2 separate regions of the Macaca mulatta genome follow, and region 2 is linked to region 1. A link is a contact called in public Hi-C data. All regions are on one chromosome and are shown on one strand. The core of a region is the stretch at or near the end of the contact, and the rest is flanking DNA. Distances in the headings are between cores, read along the strand shown.

Region 1 (4,333 bases), core at 694-3,193:
AATAAGGCTGTACAGAATTTATGTTCTATCTTTCAGTGACTATATAATTTTTTTTTTTTTTTTGAGACGGAGTCTTGCTCTGTCGCCCAGACTGGAGTGCAGTGGCACAATCTCAGCTCACTGCAACCTCCGCCTCCCGGGTTCAAGCAATTCTGCCGCCTCAGCCTCCCGAGTAGCTGGGACTACAGGCAAACGCCGCCACGCCAGGCTAATTTTTTGTATTTTAGTAGGGACGGGGTTTTACTGTGCTGCCCAGGCTGGTCTCAAACTCCTGAGCTCAGGCAATCCGCCCGCCTCGGCCTCCCAAAGTGTTGGGATGACAGGCGTGAGCCACTGCGCCCGGCCCCTATATAGTCTTTATAATTCTTGTTTAATTCTTTTTTTTTTTTTTTTTTTTTTTTTTTTTGAGACGGAGTCTCGCTCTGTCTCCCAGGCTGGAGTGCAGTGGCCGGATCTCAGCTCACTGCAAGCTCCGCCTCCCGGGTTCACGCCATTCTCCCGCCTCAGCCTCCCGAGTAGCTGGGACTACAGGCGCCCACCACCTCGCCCAGCTAGTTTTTTGTATTTCTTAGTAGAGACGGGGTTTCACCATGTTAGCTAGGATGATCTCGATCTCCTGACCTCGTGATCCGCCCGTCTCGGCCTCCCAAAGTGCTGGGATTACAGGCTTGAGCCACCGCGCCCGGCCTATTGTTTAATTCTTTTGAGAAGAACCTTGTTAAGACAAACATCACCAAGACTAAGTGAGAACACATATACTCTACAGAGCTTCTATTTCCTTCCTAGAGATTTTCCTGAGACAGACTAATTCTCTCTATAACTTAACCTATTTAAAAAATATGCAGAAAATCATAGCATGACCTGGAGAGAATCCATGCTTTATTCACCAACTAGGCCTCCTTTCCCTGTACTTTACATTCCACACCTATACACACCAAATGAAGTTGCTGAAGATGAAAAAGATAAAAATGCAAATACCTAAAGATGTCCTTTTTTATGTACATTTCCAACTTTTGTGTATTCCAAGAATTTACGATGTAATGTCTATGTTTCTAGCAAAAAAGAACTATTTCTCTATTTGTAGTTGGTGTCTAGAGCAATTCTAATGTAAAGAAGTTTTGCATTTATTTGGTACTATTGAGTGGCTGAGCCGCAAGGCTGCTATTTCCACTGAGTGGAGATACAAAAAGATGACTTATGAGTCCCAGTCCTCAGGATCTGAGTATTGGTGGATCACACGTGTTACAAAACGAAAGCATTAGGAAGTGCAAATCAGTTACTTTGAGCTTCAGATGCAAATAATTTCCAAATTGTCACTGCCCAAAATGCTTTAAACATTCAGGGTTTTGTCACAATTTCAATATAACGGGGGGGGGGGGGCGGGACCCCACAGCTCTATTCCTTTGTCTTTCAGACTCCAAGAACTCAGACCGTGGTGGTGACAAACTGGTGACTGACTGGTTGAGAAGAAGTTGGAGGGGGCGTGCAGGGCAGGAGGCTTTACCACCAGTCCCTGGGTGCGTCATCCTTCCTAAAGCCTATGGTGTAAAAACCACCACTCAGAATGGCGGGGCTCATGGACTTTTCACCAGGGCCAAACCTTCGATTACCTCTGATGAGCCCCAAAGATCACAGAGTAGCTGACTGGGCCAGGTCCCCCAAACGGAAAGGTGCGACGGCTGCAACATCAGCGGTTAAATGGTACAGCCTTTCATAGGCCGGTCTAATGCATCCGTACTAAGATTGTTAAGGCTGAGGGTCCCTAGACTGGGGAAAACGAATGGAGGCAGGGGGTAGGGATACGGGAAGGAAGACAAGGAGGGTGTAGAAAAGGGGGAGAGGAGGGGGCGGGACAGCATGGGGAAGGTCTCAGGTTTACGGGCGAGATCGTGGCGTTCCCATGGAAACGTATCCCTCCGCCCATGCCCCGCGTGTTCGTTTCTTCAGTTCCTTCCGCGTCGTTTCTCGCTGTTTCCGCCCAGCTCCTTTGTGCCGCGCAGAACAACGGGATGACGCATGCGCAGAGTCCAGCGGCCGCATATATAAATGCGAACCCGGGCTCTTCCTCGTAGTGCCGCCGGGACTGTTGGCGGGTGTGGGTCTGTGTCAGCTTTTGCGTCACTCGAGCCCTGGGCGCTGCGAGCTGAAGAGCCGAGCACGCGGGTCGGTCATCATGTCGCGTTACGGGCGGTACGGAGGAGGTAAGAGGCTGGAGTCCGGTGAGGGACGTTGCTGTGGGTGTAGTGAGCACTGCGAGGCCGTAGGGTTGGCGCGGCGGTTGGGAGACGGTTATTCCGCGTGCGTAATGGCGGCTTCGGCGCACGCCATACGAAGCCGGAGGCAGCGGGGGCGGGGTGGTGAAGGGAGACGGAGGATGGCGGGTGTACCTCTCTGCCGAGTTCGGTACTCTCGGGCATTTTTGTGGCCCAATCCAGCCTGAAGCAGGGTTGAGATCACGGTTTTCGCGTTGCCTTTCTCGGAGCCGCCCGGCGGCCCCCCCTCCCCCCGCCCTCGGCGGCGGCTGCCATTTTGCGCACATTGACGACCGTGGTGGCGCATTTCCTCAGCGCTTTCCCGCCACTTCAGCGGACAGATGTGGCCGCAGCCGTAAGATCGTGGTTGTGTTTGAGAAGGAACGAAATTGACAGCTGTGAGCTGCGTGTTCTCGTCAAACAATCGGTTAAATTGCGGAATGGGAATGGGGACGTAATCTGCGACTGGCGGCTGGTTTCTTTTTCTCTTTTAGTTCTTTCGAGCACGGTTTATGGCTCTGGGGCGGGGAGCTGGAGTCTTGGGCGAGCCTGTGCCTGGGGCGGTTGCCGCGGAGGAAGAGAGCTGGTGCAGCCCTGCTCTCCCTGCCCGGCCCCTACTGAGGCCCTCCCGCCGCCGACGCCGCTGCCGCTGCGGGCCCGCGCGCTCCCCGTGCGCCCGGGGCTGCCGGGACTCATGGGCGGGGCCGGGCCGGATCCCGCCCCACGCCTCGGTGTATCCTACCACGCATCTCTGTGTTCGGGAGGGTCACTTCGCATTATTTAGAACGTTAAGAACTTTGTCAAAAGTCTAGTTTTTCAGGGATTTGCGGACTTTCACCAGTTTTAGGACTAAGTTCAATCTTGGATAGAGGGCATTTAATGTGCTTTACCCTATCTTGAGGATGGCCCGTTTTAAGGCAAATAATTGATTGAAATTTGGGCCAGGTTTTGCATAACGTGCATTCTTCTATTTGCGTTTTTAAACAGAAACCAAGGTGTATGTTGGTAACCTGGGAACTGGCGCTGGCAAAGGAGAGTTAGAAAGGGCTTTCAGTTATTATGGTCCTTTAAGAACTGTATGGATTGCGAGAAATCCTCCAGGATTTGCCTTTGTGGAATTCGAAGATCCTAGAGATGCAGAAGATGCAGTACGAGGACTGGATGGGAAGTAAGTAAGATGTTATGAAACTTCTGTTCATTAAAATATACTGTGGCTAGATAATAAACTTAGTGCTAAGCTTGGATACTGAAGTCTGGAAGAGACCTTAAATAGCTAGTCAGAGTGTTACTTGCTAAAGGCACACGAAGGTTAAAGAAAGCGGAGATGGATTTAGGGCTTAGTAAAGACCGCCAAAGTTTGTGAGGGGGAAGGAGTGGTTGGAAAGAGTTCTTTTTAAATCTAGAAGTCCTGAATATATTTTTAACTTTAGAATTTTGTTAATTTACTTTTATTAGAGTGATTTGTGGCTCCCGAGTGAGGGTTGAACTATCGACAGGCATGCCTCGGAGATCACGTTTTGATAGACCACCTGCCCGACGTCCCTTTGATCCAAATGATAGATGCTATGAGTGTGGCGAAAAGGGACATTATGCCTATGATTGTCATCGTTACAGCCGGCGAAGAAGAAGCAGGTATTTATTTTAATAAAGGAATGGTTGGTATTCTAGTTAATCAAGTAATTCTTTTATTAGCAAGGCAGAAACTAGTGTTTTTCTATAAACTTGAATGTTAATTGTACAGGTGTATTTTACAATTTTTGTTTAATTAAAAAAATGTTACTATATTAATAATCAACCTGGTCAAAACCTTTCAGGTTTCTTCGTTTGAGTCAGTCGCCTTGATTCAGAATGTCACGAGCCTTATGATATCATGCTGAGGCGCCTTGCAAATCCGACAATTAAGATCCTCCTAGACCTTGAGGTGATCAGCATAAGAGGCCAGATCCCCTCGAGTCATCTACACCTAGCTTCACCTTATTCTTTAAAGGGCAGAAAATTTGAGACGGTGATCGCCGTAACAGTAAATTTGGCTTACAATTGGGGCCCCCCTCCGGTTTAGAAAGAGGAACACCAGATTGACC
Region 2 (4,333 bases), core at 695-3,194, 160 kb after region 1:
CCTCATCAAAGAAGTTTCCTTTGTATCAAGTTTATTAATCCGCTCATCCTTTCCTGATCTTTGATACTGAGACAGCTATAAAAAGGACAATGGATGCTAAAGATAACACACGAAGTAGGTTTGTTAGACCTTTTTTTTGACCCTTGGTATCTTCAGCTTTCTGAAGGCCAGGTAGTGTCTGCATTCTGAACATGTTAGGGGACATATGAATCCATAGGACATATTTCAAGCAGAATTGTATCGTTTCCCTTGCTGCTATTTTACTTTCCCAAACCATTGCAGAGCTTTTTGCCAATGACATTTTCTCATCTGCAGCCAGCTCTGCGGCTACCTTTTGCTATTTCTTCTGTCGACTTCCATTTTAATTTAAAAAATAAATTAATAATTTTTTTAGTTCTGTTTTGTCAATGTATACCTGCAGCCGCACATACATTTGATTATAGCTGCATAGTATGGAAAATCTTGCAATTGGATTCCAAAATGATAGGCGGTGTAATTTACAACGTACAAAAAGTGTTACATTAAAGCACTCTCAGCAATAAATAAAAATAGCTTTTTTGGAGGAGGAAATAACTTTGGAGAGAACTAGGCTGGAGGAAGCAATCTACACTGTTAGGAAAGGAACAGCCACATCTGGGGAAGCATCTGAGGGACAAGGACAACAGAAACACAAGAGGCTCTCGATCTCAGCTAATCCTCCAAGAGGCACCTGACAGTGGGCAGTTAGGTTACCTTGATTTGCCAGTTTCTCTCCTGAAAGATACACTGGACCTTTATTTCCCAAGGACTACTCATTCAGCATTGTTGAGTACCTAAACTGTGCTGGAGATTGCACAGGAACTGGGCTTGCGAAAATGAAAATTGCACACAGTTCCTGTCTTCAGGCGCTCCCAGAGTTTTTAAAACAGAACATCTTAAGAGGGAGTTATAAGGGGCCCTGTTACAAAAAGAGAGCAGCAACTAAAATCTTGGAAGAGCCCTCAGGACGCCACAGAGGAAGCAAGCTGTGGTCACATAATTTCCAAAGGCTTTTGTATCTTTCGACAATAAATGATCAAGTGAAATACAACACTGCCCGGAAGAGAAAGAATTGGGATGGAGGATGAGATTTTATATGCAAGGATTAAAACATATTTAACTGGAGCAGGGACTTACGGGACAGGCAAGTCCCTTACATTGTCAGTAAAGGGCGCAGGTTACAAACGAGTTGTAACTGTTCAGACCTACGCGCGCCCGCGTGCAGCGCCTCCTGCCGACGCGCGCCTCGCAGCCTTCAGTCGACGCTGACAGCTGTTCTCCAACACCCAGCTAGGGGCGGGAGAGTCTGCCCACTTCTACCAGATTTTGAACACAAAACAGTGGAAAGACCACTTTCATGGCTCCAAGCCGTTTTCTCCCTTCATCGCCTGCAATTTTGGGGCTCTTCGGGGGGTATGTCTGCTGGGATTTTAGAGGTTTTCTTCCTCGTTCTCTTTTGAAGAGGTGACACAAAGCATTTAAATTAGCGGTAGGGCGGTTAACACCCGCAGCCCTGGCCTCCCTGCACTTCTCGTCGCTCGTCCGTGTTCGCTCCACGCCTGGCCTCGGGTAGGAGCCGCACAGCGCCAACGGTCGCGGGGTCGCAACGGCTCCCAGGCGGCGCGCGGCGGACGTTGCGCGCCGGGCCTCGCAGGACGGCAGCGAGTTCAGAAGGCGCAGGGAGGGAGGCGAGGCCGAGCCGCGGGCGGCTTTTGACGAACGGCCCTCACAGCCAATGGAAAACCCGGTCGACTTTCCCGCCCCTGCCAATAGGGAGCAGGACCCGGGCCGGGGGGGGCGCTTCCCGCAGGCTGCGGTGGATTCGATCCTGAGCGACGGCCGCGAAGGCGGGGGCGGAGGCTCGGCCTGCGCAGCTGGGAGCGGCTTAGGGGAGGAGGGAAGACCGGAAGCCACGGTCGCGTCCCCATCCTTAGATTCGCTCCTCCGGGCAGGGAGCGGAGACTGAGGAGGAGGGAGAGGCTGGATGTTGGCTCGGTAATTGAGGGGAGCGGCCGCTCCGGAGCCTCTTCCCGGGGCGCCCCCCTCAGTCCGTCCGCGCTTCTCAGCCGCCCGTCTCCTGGCCGCGCAGTCCCCGCGGACGGCCGGGCCGCGGAGACCCTCGCAGAAGAGGCGCTGCCGGCGGCGAGGACTGGCCGGCGGCATCCGAGGCGCGCGTCCCACCGCCACCGCCACCCCCACCCTCCTGCCCGCCGGTCCCTCCGGTCGCCGCCATGTCCTCCTCCTCTTCCTCCCCCAGGGAGACGTACGAGGAGGACCGGGAGTACGAGAGCCAGGCCAAACGTCTCAAGACCGAGGAGGGGGAGATCGACTACTCGGCCGAGGAAGGCGAGAACCGCCGGGAAGCGACGCCTCGGGGCGGGGGCGATGGCGGAGGCGGTGGCCGGAGCTTCTCCCAACCGGTAACAAAGCGCGGCCCCCCTGTCCGCTGTGCCTGGCTGCTCCCCGGGAAGCAGGGCCGGTTGGCGGGGCCTCGGTGCGGGGCCTCCCGCTCGCTTTATTAGCCTTTTCCGCTGCGCCGACCCGGTTGGCGAAGCGCCCACTCTTCTCTTTGGGGCTTGTATTCTGGGCTCTACCTGTTTCCCGCATCCCGACTGCGAACCCGGCCCTGTCTTGGCCGCAGGCCCCACAGCGAGTCCACTGCCGAGCCCTGAACTTGGGGAGGGTCGCGGCGCGGCGGCGGCGGGGAGGCGTCGCTTCCGCTCTGGAGGGTTTCGCGGCTCGGAGAGCTCTTTGTTAGTTTAACTCCTCGGGCTCGGGGCCAGCGTCGGGACCACCGGTTGCCTTTAGCCCCTATGCCCGCAGCATCTGCGCGCTGGTCACCATCCCGGGATGGTTGCGTCGGTTCCACCGGGGGCTCTCCGCCTCGAATCTATGGAGAGCCGTAATTAAATAACAGATTATGCCTTGGCGTTCACATGCTAGTTCCTTTGAATGTTTCATTTAAAAAATTTTTAAATTAAACTCTTTATAAGCATGGCGTGCATCCTTTGCTCTACCCAGTTTTGTGATGATTGCTCAGTGCACTTTTTACCTCTTCGGTTACAACACTTTAACAGAAGTGTTGGCAGCTGTTGGTACACCCCTACCTTCAAGTAAAACAAATCTTAAAATTACTAAAGTTTCTCTTTGGTAATTTATTCCACATTTGCCCCATGAAAGGATGAACTGAGCTAAGGGCTGCATTAAACGCACATTCCCAGAGCCTTGTCTTTCTCTTACCAGAAATGTTAGCGGGAGACAGAAGGAATGTGATCATTTTGTCCACAGCAAGTAGTTAGCTTCAGTTGGATGGAGACTTTAAGGAAACAAAGCGGAGCAAACGTTATTGCCCTTTTTTGGTGCACTTAAGCTGTTTTAATGACTTAGATGTTTTTTAAACATTTAACACGTGAATTGTGATTAATTCTGCAAACTTTAGCAGAATTACGAAATTGTACACATATATCCTACTATTAGGTTAAAAGGATTTTTACCTTACCTTTTGAAAACAAGACGCACATTAGAAGCCCTTTATAGCCGTTTGAGTTTTTAAATAAAAATAAAAAAGGCTGGTCAGTAGTCCCCAGCGTTAGTTTCCAGTTACTAGGATGTGAGGGCGAACTTTGCAACACATTTAAAAAAGGAACTTTTTCTCTCAGTCTTACGGTGTTAGCTATTACTTTAGATTTTTGTGCCTAGCTGTTTGAAATATTCAAAATGTAACTTGGAAGTATGAATGAAGGAAATGCATTTTTTCTTAGGAAGTTTCAGTTCAAAGCCAACTCTTGTGGAAATTGGTAACAGGAATATAACTGATATTTAGATGTATTTGTTCAGTGTACCGCGTTGCTAGAAATCTTGCTTGAGTTTTTGTGTAGCATCATGAAATGTCTTCAAGCATTTTGGAAAAATACTTAAATCAGTTTATAAAAAAATTGTTTTTGAAGACAGCCAAAGCATTAAATCATCAGTAGTATTATTTTGGATATTGGGAAGAAAATAACATAATTAATGTATCCAAAGCGAAGTGTATGGAGCGGTGGAAATGGCACTGAGTAGGGTTTGGGGATGGTCAAGAGCCTAGTCTTAGCATACTTTTTTTTTTTTTTTGAGAGGTTCTCTCTCCATGGTCCGCAGCTGGAGTGGAGTGCAGTGGCGCATGATCACGGCTCACTGCAGCCTTGATCTCCCTGGCTCAAGCAATCCTCCTTCCTCAGCCTCCCGGGTTGCTGGGACTGCAAGCCCGCATCACCACGCCGGGCCAATTTTTTTTTTTCTTTCTGTATTTTGTAGAGAAGGGGTTTCACCATGTTGC

Evidence for each region. A called contact is a pair of places that touch in the nucleus more often than the background predicts.
Region 2: a Hi-C map of prefrontal cortex shows a contact between it and region 1, with 6 times the contacts expected there. The contact joins the promoter of HNRNPLL here to the promoter of SRSF7 in region 1. A contact is called at or near these places in 3 of 14 Hi-C or Micro-C datasets (fetal cortex germinal zone, fetal cortical plate and prefrontal cortex).

What each region holds. Positions count from the first base shown.
Region 1 is chr13:86,193,142-86,197,474 of T2T-MMU8v2.0, forward strand. SRSF7 (serine and arginine rich splicing factor 7) reads left to right here and starts at 1,944. Exons shown (of 8, transcript NM_001195586.2): 1 at 1,944-2,201; 2 at 3,240-3,420; 3 at 3,708-3,884. The coding sequence starts at 2,174.
Region 2 is chr13:86,357,146-86,361,478 of T2T-MMU8v2.0, forward strand. It overlaps HNRNPLL (heterogeneous nuclear ribonucleoprotein L like), which reads left to right and starts at 1,945. Exons shown (of 13, transcript XM_077959704.1): 1 at 1,945-2,013; 2 at 2,276-2,438. The coding sequence starts at 2,404.